Linked DNA regions of Sus scrofa: region 1 is linked to region 2. The links are chromatin contacts, called in public HiChIP or PLAC-seq maps. All regions are on one chromosome and are shown on one strand. The core of a region is the stretch at or near the end of the contact, and the rest is flanking DNA. Distances in the headings are between cores, read along the strand shown. Region 1 has its middle 17 kb from the start of NGDN. Region 2 holds the start of AP1G2 (AP-1 complex subunit gamma-like 2).

Evidence for each region. HiChIP or PLAC-seq counts read pairs in DNA pulled down with a chosen protein or histone mark.
Region 1: a contact with region 2 is called in an H3K27ac HiChIP or PLAC-seq map of alveolar macrophages. The contact joins the enhancer-like site here to the promoter of AP1G2 in region 2. A contact is called at or near these places in 2 of 5 promoter capture datasets (fetal liver and fetal skeletal muscle), 22 of 47 Hi-C or Micro-C datasets (adipose tissue, alveolar macrophages, blood and 13 more) and 2 of 2 datasets of contacts at active chromatin or transcription factors (alveolar macrophages and skeletal muscle).

The regions. Positions count from the first base shown.
Region 1 is chr7:75,609,549-75,614,638 of Sscrofa11.1, reverse strand. No RefSeq gene overlaps it. Among named protein-coding and RNA genes, the nearest start is that of NGDN, 17 kb to the left of the region's middle. Within about 2 kb of position 1,643, at least 11 of the 83 cell types and tissues checked have an H3K27ac peak or open chromatin away from gene starts, as enhancers often do. A contact at or near this core is called in alveolar macrophages, where this site is marked.
Region 2 is chr7:75,529,787-75,535,191 of Sscrofa11.1, reverse strand. AP1G2 (AP-1 complex subunit gamma-like 2) reads right to left here and starts at 2,061. Exons shown (of 21, transcript XM_013978200.2): 1 at 1,886-2,061; 2 at 1,268-1,472; 3 at 457-598; 4 at 239-335; 5 at 1-66. The coding sequence starts at 540. JPH4 (junctophilin-4) reads right to left here. Exons shown (of 6, transcript XM_001928670.6): 5 at 5,076-5,405; 6 at 2,209-3,862. The coding sequence ends at 3,779.

The DNA of each region.
Region 1 (5,090 bases), core at 394-2,893, 80 kb before region 2:
GGCCTAGGAGTTGTCCACGAGATGGACAGTGCGGCCTCTTTCCTTAGCTCTCTGTTGGGAGGAGGCCTTTCTTAGCTTAAATGGCAGTCTCAGAATGACTAGCTCCCATTTCCCTAGCATGCGTGAGTCAAGGCTGACTCCTGGAGTCAGGCAGAGTTTGCCTGTGAGGCAGAGCCCTAGAAAGAGCCTCAGTGCAAAACGCCCCATCCTTCAGTGTGTTATCTGAGCCTTGGAGGTGCCTAAGGAAACCTGTCTGTCTTCTGCCTGCCTCTCCTCCTTCCTAAGGTGTGTATATTGGTGGAGGCAGGTGAGCCAGTGGCCTCTTGTTTCCTCAGCTGATTTTCCTGCCGCCCTTTTCAGAGACCTCTAATTCTATTCTTGGGACTCTAGTTAGGGTTGTGGACTCATGTAACACAGATGATGAAATCTTTAAGATCCCTCTCCTAAAAGCATGGCTCATAAGTATTTGTTGCAGTTTTCAGCTTTAGTACCTTCTGCCAGACTCATAAATTAAGTTTTAACTGTTTCTTCTTTAGGTGCTTATGGTACTGTGGCTAAAATTGGATTGGCTAAAATTTTTGTTTCCTTCCACTCAGATGCTGTAGAGGGAAGTGGTTTGTCTAAAACCATACAAATAATTCATTAGCAGAGCTGGCATAGATTCTGCATCCTCTCAGACATCTAGGTCTGACTTTGTTGACTACCTCTTGAAAACTAGTGTTCCCATTTCACCCCCAGAGTCACTGACAGCCTTGAAGCCAGCAGCACAGTCAGGTTTAATGTCTACGCCAGCCTGGACAGGCCTGCTGAGGGAGGGCTTCAGCCGTGAAAGAGCTGGGGTGTGCAGGCCGAGAGGGTCCCCGGCTCCCTGGGAAGGGCCAGCACCCCCCTCAGGTTACACAGCCCTGCCTAGTGGAGGCGCCTCAATGGTGCTAAGATAGGGAGTCTCCGAAGTCCTGGCTTCAGTTTTCCATCCCAGATTTAATTTGACCTCACTGCTCATATACTCCTTCCACTAAGCCTTCTCCCTCTTAAAAATATCTCAGGGCTGAATAGCACATGGTGGTGGATACAGGGGACTCTAAGCACTGCTGCTCATTTGCAGCTAACTCTTGGGTCTGGGACCACTGAAATAACAAAAGGCTCTATGGACCACCCACTTCCTCCTGCTAATGCTGATAACCTTAAATCTTAGAGAATTTCTACTGTAAAGCCATCATTGTGCCTCTATTAATAAATGTTCCTGTAATTTTTATTGTTAATCAAAGCCTAGACTAGAAAATAAGCTCAGAAAGCATTCATGTATTTCTGACTGAGCCTATAGCAACTTACTCTGAGCAGTGCTTTGTCTCATCTGCCAGCCTTGGGTTTAGCCCCCTGGGTGACCTCTGGAGAATAAAAAGCCCTTGAGTGTCTACTTCCTCTCTCCCAATTTCGATTCACTCACTGCTAGCTCTTGCAGGAAGCCCTAGGTGGTAAAGAGATCAAATCAGAATTCCCAGCCAGGAAAACCCTGTCTCTTAGCTACAGTGACCCTTATCTGCCATTGCATTCAGTTCTGTGGCGGTTAACACCAGAGAAGCTTCATCTGGCTTCACACCCTCCTTCTCACTTTCTTTCAGTCAAGTCTTATGTAATCTGTCACTGATGGCAGACTTCCTTCTTACCCTTTTATTCCCTCCCAAGGCTTTAAGCTCCAGAGCTTCCTAGATGCCTCCCACCAAAAGGACGCTTTCTGAAACACAGCCTTTCCTCTCTTTCTCATCCCTCAAATCCTCAAATCCATCCCCTAATGGATGTATTTCCCTCAGTGTCAAGTGACACTCTTAAAGAGCCAGCTGGGTGCTGCTAAAAATCCCATTCCTCACCCATCTCCCTGCTGGAGCTCCTGGAATTGGATTCTGCAGCTTCCTGTCATCCTAGCCTCCTTTTCTGTTCATTTGAAAGCTTTGCTCCATTGCTCTTGATAAATTCCTGGTTTGGCAGAAGTATCCAGAATTTTGGAAGATCTGTAGGACGAGTCCTCTGGCCCCCCAGTTGACCCTCAGAGGGATCTGCTCTTGCCCCCTCCCTGCTGTGCTGACGACTCCCCCCCCCCCAACCGCCTGGCCTGGGCTAGGCGGAATCAAATGTGAAAGTCCTCTGCACAGACACTCCAGCCAGCCCTCTTTATCCTTCTTGGCAAACAAAGCATGGCTCTGCCCCTGACTTCCTCCTCTTCCTTCTCCAATATTTATTTCTTCTCCTTTGCTTTCTCCCACTTCTCCCTTCCCTCCACGAGTACCCTTCATTCCTCTTCCTTTAAATCTCCGTCTCCACCTGCTCACTGTTGCCCATCTGCACCCCCTCCCTCCACCCCCCCATCTTTCATTTTCCATTGCTGTCTTCCTCATCGCCTGCACATGCTGAAGAAGCAGCGTGGTGTGGGAGGAGTGGCTGCAGATGGGTCACTGATTGTCAGAGTGGGCAATCCCTTTTTCTCCAGAGGGTCAGTGGCTGTCTTCCCATCTTGTCCTCAGTGGTCTTTAGGAGCCAGGGAACCCCAAGACGCTGACTCTCTTTTGGGATGAACAAGCTCTTTCCTCGTTGCTTCTTCCTGTTATTTGGCTCCGACACCCCCTTCCTTAGCTCTTCCCCAGCGTGGTCTCTCCTTGTTTCTCCCACTCTTTCCTTCGTTTTCTCCCTCTTTCTGTCTCTCCCCAGCACAAAGCGGCAGCGGGACTGAATGAGTCTGTCTAGAGGCTCTGCCAGGCTGTGCCCCTCACTTTTGCCCCTCCCCCGTCGCCGTGCGTGCCGTTGAGGGGGGGAGGGCGGTGGCATGGTGCCAACCAACCCAGAACCATCTGCGGTGCCTTCTGCACTGAGGCGGGCTCTGTTTCGCCTACCCGCCTCCTCTCCCACTCTTCCTCTCCCATTTTTAATTAGCTGCTGAATTAATTAAATCCCACGTGCTAATTAACATTCCTACAGGGAAGAATGCTAGGTCAGAAAAGTAGGAGGTAGTAAAGCCAGGCGTCTGTCCATTTAGGTTAGGAGACTGAGGGATGGGAAGGGGGCTGAAGGGCTGAAGAGGAAAGAACAGTGGAAAGAAACCTGAGGGAGGTGTGAAGAAACAGAGAAGGGAAATCATGGTGAGTGGAACCTATTGAAAAGGAAAATAATTAGAATTAGTAACAGTGGAGGAATGAAAGTGTCTTGAAGCCTCTGAAGGTTAGAGGTAGAGCTGTGGGTCTCAAACATTAGCATGCAAGAATAACCTGAGAAATAATGATATAGAGGATGTTCATTTGCTGCCTTGAACATCTTCTAAGAAATAAATCTCAATTTTAATAGGAGTGCTTTGGGTTAGAAATGAAGGAGAACTTCCCCCTTACGTGCTCTACCAAAGGAACTCTTTGGAAGATAAAGTCTTAAAGTTTGCCCAAAGCCAGGTGAACTTTGAAAGTTGTTCTAGAAAGACAGATACTAATCCTTAAATGTGTCTGTGTCGTGGAGAACAAGAAAATCCAGGATGGAGAATTCAAGACATATTCTCAGTTCCCTTTCCTCATTGCATTCAGGCTGAACTTTGAGTTTGGTCTCTGTGGTCTTGTCAACATTTTAGGGATGAGCCATCCCTTCAAATCAGATAATTGCTTCCCTGGGAGGTTTAAGGCACTGGTTCCTAGTTGGGACTTCAAAAAGACGACTGTCTATTGGCTAGCATGGCTTCTGTCCTTGACCAAGGGCTGGAGAGGCAGGATAACAGCTGGAGATACATATGGAGCAGAAGAAGGGAGATTGGGGTGTCAATGCCGAGGGTAAGCTAGGCACTGAGGCTTCTGTCAAGGTCACTACTGTGATCCAACCTGAAGAAAAGAGGGACAGCTTGCTTGCATTGCTTTTCTCATCTGAAAAGTAAAGGAAACTATATTCAGTTCAGTTCTAGACTTCCCCGCCTCGTCTAGCCCCTCACCAGAGAACTGAAGTCTGGGAGGAGTCCATTGAGTTAGCAGAGTCCCCTGATGGCAGCTACCTCAGTGTATCCTAACGTTTTCAGTCTGAAATACACCAGGAGCAAGTTCTATCTTATTTCTTCCCGAAACCACCATTTACCTCGGTGCATTCCCCACTGTTACTCATACTGCAGTAATGAGCTTGCACAAACATTCGCATATTAACTCTACAAGAGCATAGAGTATCATTAATTTAGCAACATTTATTAAGCACTTACAATCTGCCAGACACACTAGACATTAGGTTTAGATATAAAAATAAGGAATGAGGAAGTTTACTTGTGGCTCAGTGGGTTAAGGGTGTGGAATTGCCTCAACTGTGGTGCAGGCTGCAGCTGTAGCTTGGGTTCAGTCCCTGGCCTGGTTACTTCCACATGCTACGGGTGCAGCCAGAAAATAAATAAATAAAATCACCAATGGAATCTTCCTCTCCTGGATATATATCCAAAAAATAAAATAAGGGATGAGATAGAACTGTTGTATCTGAGGGGTTCATATTTGGTTCAAGTGGGGAAAGGGAATATTCAGTAAAGGGCAGTAACTCACTGTGTATCTTCGTGCAAATGTGTATGAACTCTTTGTAGCACCTATTCCCTGTTCTGCTTTTGTGTCCTCTTGTTTTGTGACTTACTCTTTCTTATATATGTCTTAGCTGTCCACAGAGAGGAGATAGTAGCTCCTTGGCAGAAATCCAGGTCTTTAGAATGGGGTACATGTAGCACCAGCCTAACATCTTACATGGAAGTTGTGTTGATTAGCATAGAGCCATATATCAAGGTATAATAGTTGTTTTAGAGTCTGTAACATTCCTAGTTGTGGCAAATATTTGTCCTCTGGAGGGAGGACCCAAAAAGTTACGGAAAGTATGATGATGAGTAAGGTAATTGTGTGATGACTAAGGGAGGTCACTGCATGGTATAATAGTGCCTCGGTAGGATTTGAAGCCAGTTTCTGAAGAGCGACTGGGGCTGAGGAGAGGCAATGGAGGGCAGAGAAAAGGGCACAGGCTTGTTTTTACATGTACTGTATTTCCTTTGAATTTTTTTTTTATAGACATTTCTCTCCATCTTCCCAATCCAAAATTATGATTAGGCT
Region 2 (5,405 bases), core at 812-3,311:
GCTTGAGAGCTGCAGGGCTTCGTTCGCAGAGCTCCGTGATCAGCGTGATGGTGCCCAGCAGGATGCCTGGGTCAGGGTAGGGGAGGTGAACGGTGGGCCGGGGCCCAGGGGGGCCTACTGTGCGTGTGTGCTTGTATGCACCTGCTACTCTTCTCCTAGAAGCTGGTGTTCCTGCCCGTGTTTTCCTTCTGTCCTCAGCCAGAGCTGAGGCAGAGGACAAGGATCCCCGTAGTCTTACCATGGTGGCGTTCCCGAAGCAGTTGGGCACAGGGTGGGAGGAAGAGATTGGAGAGCTCGGGGACCTTCCGGATCATGTGCACTGCAGTCAAAACAGCCTGCAGAGGTGGGGGCTCAGACAGGGCGAGGGTCTGCCAGGATGGACCCATCCCCCACCTCCACCACATGGCAGGTGGGTGAGTTTCTGGAGGGGCAGGTGCCTAGAACCTGCCATCTCACCTTCTTGCGCACGTAGGGGCTAGGTTGCAGGAGCAATTTCTCCACCTCATTGGCCAGGTCCCGGCACATCTCAGCAGAGCCCATGGTGCTTAGAGTGCACAGGGCCAGGCCTTGTATGGCCTGAATCCCCTGGCTCAGGTCACTGCAGAGTTTTGGGAGGACGGTCAGGCAAGCCTCTGAGAAATCCAGTCCTTCCCAGTACCTGCAGCAGGCAACCCTTTGGGATTTCCCAGTTTCCCACTCTCCCATCTCCCTGATTCCAAGCACTTCCCAGAACCCTCTCACTTCTTGATGCTGTTGGTAATTAGCAGGTGGGCATCCTGCCTTTCATCCAGTAGAAGCATGGCCCCCAGGTAGCCCACCCTCTTGTCTGTGAACCTGGGGGAGGCGATCAGTTTCAGGCACTCCATCTACAGGGAAGGGGGTAGACCAGGAAGGGGCAGGGATGAAACTGGAGGTACTAACGTCCCTTCTCTAGCCTTCTCCTTAACACCAGATTAACTTGTGAAGGCAGGTATCCCACCACCCTCCCTTCAACAAGAAGAGAGGTTTAGGAGATTCAATTAGCGGGTAGTTTCAAGGAAACAGGAGAATGGGAAACAGAGTAAGAGGTGCCCTGAATGGCGCTGGCCAGAGAAGGAAGGGAATGACCAAGAGGGGCTGTAATGGGGAAGGACTGCGGTGTATGCTGTGAGGGCTCAGCAACCATGCAGAATAAAGAAATCGGGGCACAAATAGGTAAGAGGGTCCGAGACCCTGCCCCACTAGCTTCTCTCATCAAACTCGGAAGAGAGGCGTCCCTGGTCAATACCTGTCCAAAGTGGGCGGGGTAGCCTAACATGTGGACGTAGAGCAGTTTGGCCAGCTGGCGGTGCCTGTGCAGAGGATCCCCATCGCGGAAGGAGGCCCGGATATGGGCGCACTCCTTCTGGATCACTTCCCGCTCCTGGGCCTGGGTCTTGGCCTCACGAATCTCCTGGATTAGCTCCTGAAGCTTCAGCGAGGACACCACCATCCTGGGGGTGCAGAGCCCGCAACGGAGAGGGCTTTGACCCTCTGGCAGGGAGTATCCGGGCTTCCTGCCCAGGTTTGCCCCTATACCAAAATTCTGAGGGTTCGGGTCCCACAGCTCCCCGAAAACCGAGCTCTCCCCCCATGTGGGTTCCCAAATTCCGCCCCCTCCTCACCGCGGGAGACCTCCACTACGCATGCGTCCCCGCGCCCATTTCTACTGAGCATGCGCCGGAATCCCGCCCATTTCCCCCCGCCCCCCACGCTACCCCTCGCCGCCTCCACCTGGTTTCCCATCCCTAGCTCAGCCATCTCCTTTCTAAAGCCCAGCGCTGTTTCTTTCGCGGCAATCTGCGTTCACGTCTCAGGCGGCCTCGGCGTCCCCACACCGGGACGCCAACCCTGACACCAGCCTCACCTGGCTTCAGTCTCAACTCCGCTCCTCTCCCCCCAGCGCTTCCTGGTGCAAGCCCCACCGGGGGTTGGTGCCTGGTCCGGTCCTTCCTTCTCCCCGCCCCCATCGCGGGACCCCGCCCCTCCTGGGCAGTCCTGCTGAGCAGCCAGAACTGCTCTGACCTCAGGCTTTTCTTGTTTGCAACTTAAGGGAAGTTGTTAACTACTTAGGGGAGGTGGGACTGTGTAACAGGCTTGGGGGTCTCCAAGGAGGGCTCCTTCACCTGGAGAGCCTCTGAGAGCTTGGGTCTGCAGCCATCGCACCCGAAGGAGAGGACAATTCCCCCCCCTTTTTTTGAATTTTTTATTAATATATTTTTTTTGTTAAATTTCTTTGTATTTTTTTTTCCTGCAAGACTTGATGTTGGCGGCACTGTTGTAGTTTAATTTCAATCCCAAATTCCATGAAATAGAAATCAGAAGTAAAGGTTGAGAGGGGAGGAAGGAGGGAGGCAGGCCAAGGAGTAAACAGAGTTTGACTAGAAAAAAAGAGGAGGTTGTGTGTGGTGGGCATTCCCAGGCAAGGCCATTCCTTGAGGGAGGGGTTGGCAGGCAGCTTGCCTCTGCCTCATGCAGGGGAGGGAGAAAGGATCCCCTGGGGACCCTGCAGTCCCCTCTTCCTGGGGCTTCCTGCTCCCAGGGGAAAAGCTACTACCAGGGATCGGCCACAACCTCAAACAGGGCTCTCCACCCATCTCTCACCCGGGTTTGACTCCCACCTCTGCGATGCCTGCAAAGTATGAGAGATTGGTTTCCTTTGATCCCCTCCTTCTGCTGTTTTCCCGGTTCACAAGATTCTGATCTGATGTGGGGAAGGGATGGAACCCACTTAGAGGCTATTAAACAGCTCCTGCTGCCCTGTGAGTTCCTACTGTCTTGTCTGGATCGTTCTCCAGAACTGCCTCCCCGCTCCCCCCCGGCCACTACTGCCAGAGGGAGTGGGGCCCTTGCTCAGGTGCCTCTAACCCTCTGCAGTAGAAATGTCTTCTCCAGGCCCCTTAGAAATTTAATCAAAGGCCACAAGTGAGACTAACCAAATTAACTTTTAGGGGAAGAGAGAAAGGTGGGAGAGGTCAGTGGGTAGGGATGCATGGCCACATTGGACATTTTCTTTCCTTTACACATTGCTCTTCACATGGCATGCTCCCAGGGGGGTTGGACGAGGGGCTGGCTGTTGAGGAAAGAAAGAGCGAGAAGATGCTGGGGAGCCATTCTGCTTTTCGTTCCCGTTTTCTCCTTCAGGGAAGGAGAGAGTCGGGCAAGAACCCAGCTCAGTGCTTGGGGATGAGATAGGATCCTCCAAGTTCAGAGATGGAGGCTGTCCCCCCTCCAGCTTGATCACTAGGCCTCAGAGGGACACCAGGCCCCTTGGGTCAGGGAGTCACAGCAGCTCGGCCAGGGCCTTGCCCGGTATGCAGTCTTCTCCAATACAGAGTATCCCCCTTCTCCATTTTCTTCTTCCTTTCCACTCAGCTTCCACGAGACTCCTCAGGACATCAACCCCCCACCCTCATCCAAGTTCAGGTCTAAAGAAAAGGCAGGGGAGGGAGTGGGGCAATGGTCTGACTTAGAATTGTGTGTCTCAGAGAAGAGAGCGACTCTGAGCGAGAAAAGCCCTTCATATGTAAACAATCTAGAGAGAGAAGGGGTGGGTGGGGAGGGGAGTGAGGAAGACAGAGGCGGAGCCAGGAGAAATGAGAGAATCTGAAAGGAGAAAGAAAAAGCAAGAGACAAAACCAGAGGGGGACAGAAAAGAAAGGGAAGGGAGGAGAGGAAGAAAGGAGCAAAAACAACCAGGAGGAAGGAAAGAGAAAAAGGCAGGTCAGAGGAGTGAAGAGAAGTAGGCCAGGCAGGAGCCTCAGGTAAGGAGCTGGGAGAACAGGAACGCCAGGCTGAGGTCCAGGAGGGCCACGGCTCCCACCACCAGCGGGTTGGCAGCTCCCTAGAGAGATGAGGGGAAATGCAGTCTCAGTGCCTGAGGACCAGGTCCAGACTCTACCTTCCTGAGGTGGCAAAGCAGAGGGGGTCCCAGGCACCTCTCCTCAAAGGCCAGAGCTGGGAAATCTCCAATCTTTGCTTTTTTGGATTGCAAAGCACCCCTCTGCTTTCAGGCGGGGCCCCACCTTCCCTCTGGCTCCCTCGAGTCAGCCCTTCCCCCGCTCCCTCCCCTCCCCTCCCCTCCCAGCAGCACGTGGCCCAGGCAGAAGGTGCCTGGCCTTAGTAGCAGACGTTGGCAGCAGCCGCCTTTACTGCAGTGAAGCAGAGAGGGATGAAGGGGTGAGGAGGTGGTTGCTAGGAAACAGGAGAAGGCTGGGAGTCCAATCAGAGTGGAGGGTTCTGGGGAAACTCCACCCCTCTCGGTTTTCTGCCTTTTTTCCTATTTCCCTTCTTCCCCCGAGAGGGAGGGAGAGTCAGGGTAGGGAGGGAACAAGCTTTTCCTTTTTTATTTCTGGGCACCAAAGAGAGAAAGTGTGGAGGTGGGGGTGGGGGTGGAGTAGGAAACTGAGAGCTGGAAATGATACGAAAGGAGAACAGGGAAAGATGTTCTGACTCTACTGTTAATTATTAGCTGGAAACCTTGGTGAGTTACTCTAAGCGCTCCGGGCCTCAGTTCCCTCATGTGTCAAATGAGGGAGTTAAAGGTCTCTAAGTTTCCTTCTAGCTTGCAAATTCTCTCTCTCTCTCTCTCTCTCTTTTTTTTTTTTTTTTTTTTTTTTTTGTGTGTGTGTCTTTTCTAGGGCTGCACCCGTGGCATATGGAGGTTCCCGGGCTAGGGGTCTAATCAGAGCTGTAGCCGCAGGCCTACACCACAGCCACGGCCACGCTGGATCTGAGCCGCATCTGTGACCTACACCGCAGCTCACGGCAACGCCAGATCCTTAACCCACTGAGCGAGGCCAGGGATCGAACCTGCAACCTCATGGCTCCTAGTCAGATTCGTTAACCACTGAGCCACGACAGGAACTTCTCCTCTATTTTTTTTCTTTTTTTTTGGAGGTGGGATATAGTCCAACCAGGCAGGCAGACAGGAAGCTGAGTGTGAATCAAGCCCCTCTGAGGGGTCTGGAAAGGACGAGAGGCCAGGCTTTGAGGAGAAGAGGGGCCAGCAAGGAGCAAAGACTGAGGGCACAAGGTTGGGAGGGTGGGTCTCTCACCCGCTGCGCGGGCCTGTCGGTGGCAGCAGCCTCCTCAGCCTCTTCGGTCAGGCACCCGGCATCAGGACCCCTCGAGGACAGGCCCCTCAGGACTGGTGAGGCCACAGGCTCAGGCTCGGCGCCCCCTGGGGTCTTCAGCTGGGGCAAGGGCTCTTCATCCTCCCCGTCCTCCTCTCGAAGACTTCCGGAACTGTCGCTGCAGCCTCCGAGGAGTGGGGAGCCGTCTCTGGGCTCTGGCCCCTGCAGCCCAGCCTCATCCTCGGCCTCATAGCCAGCGAGTTCCTCTGCCTGCTCACCTGGGCCCCCCCACTCCTCGGGCCAAGCTTTGGG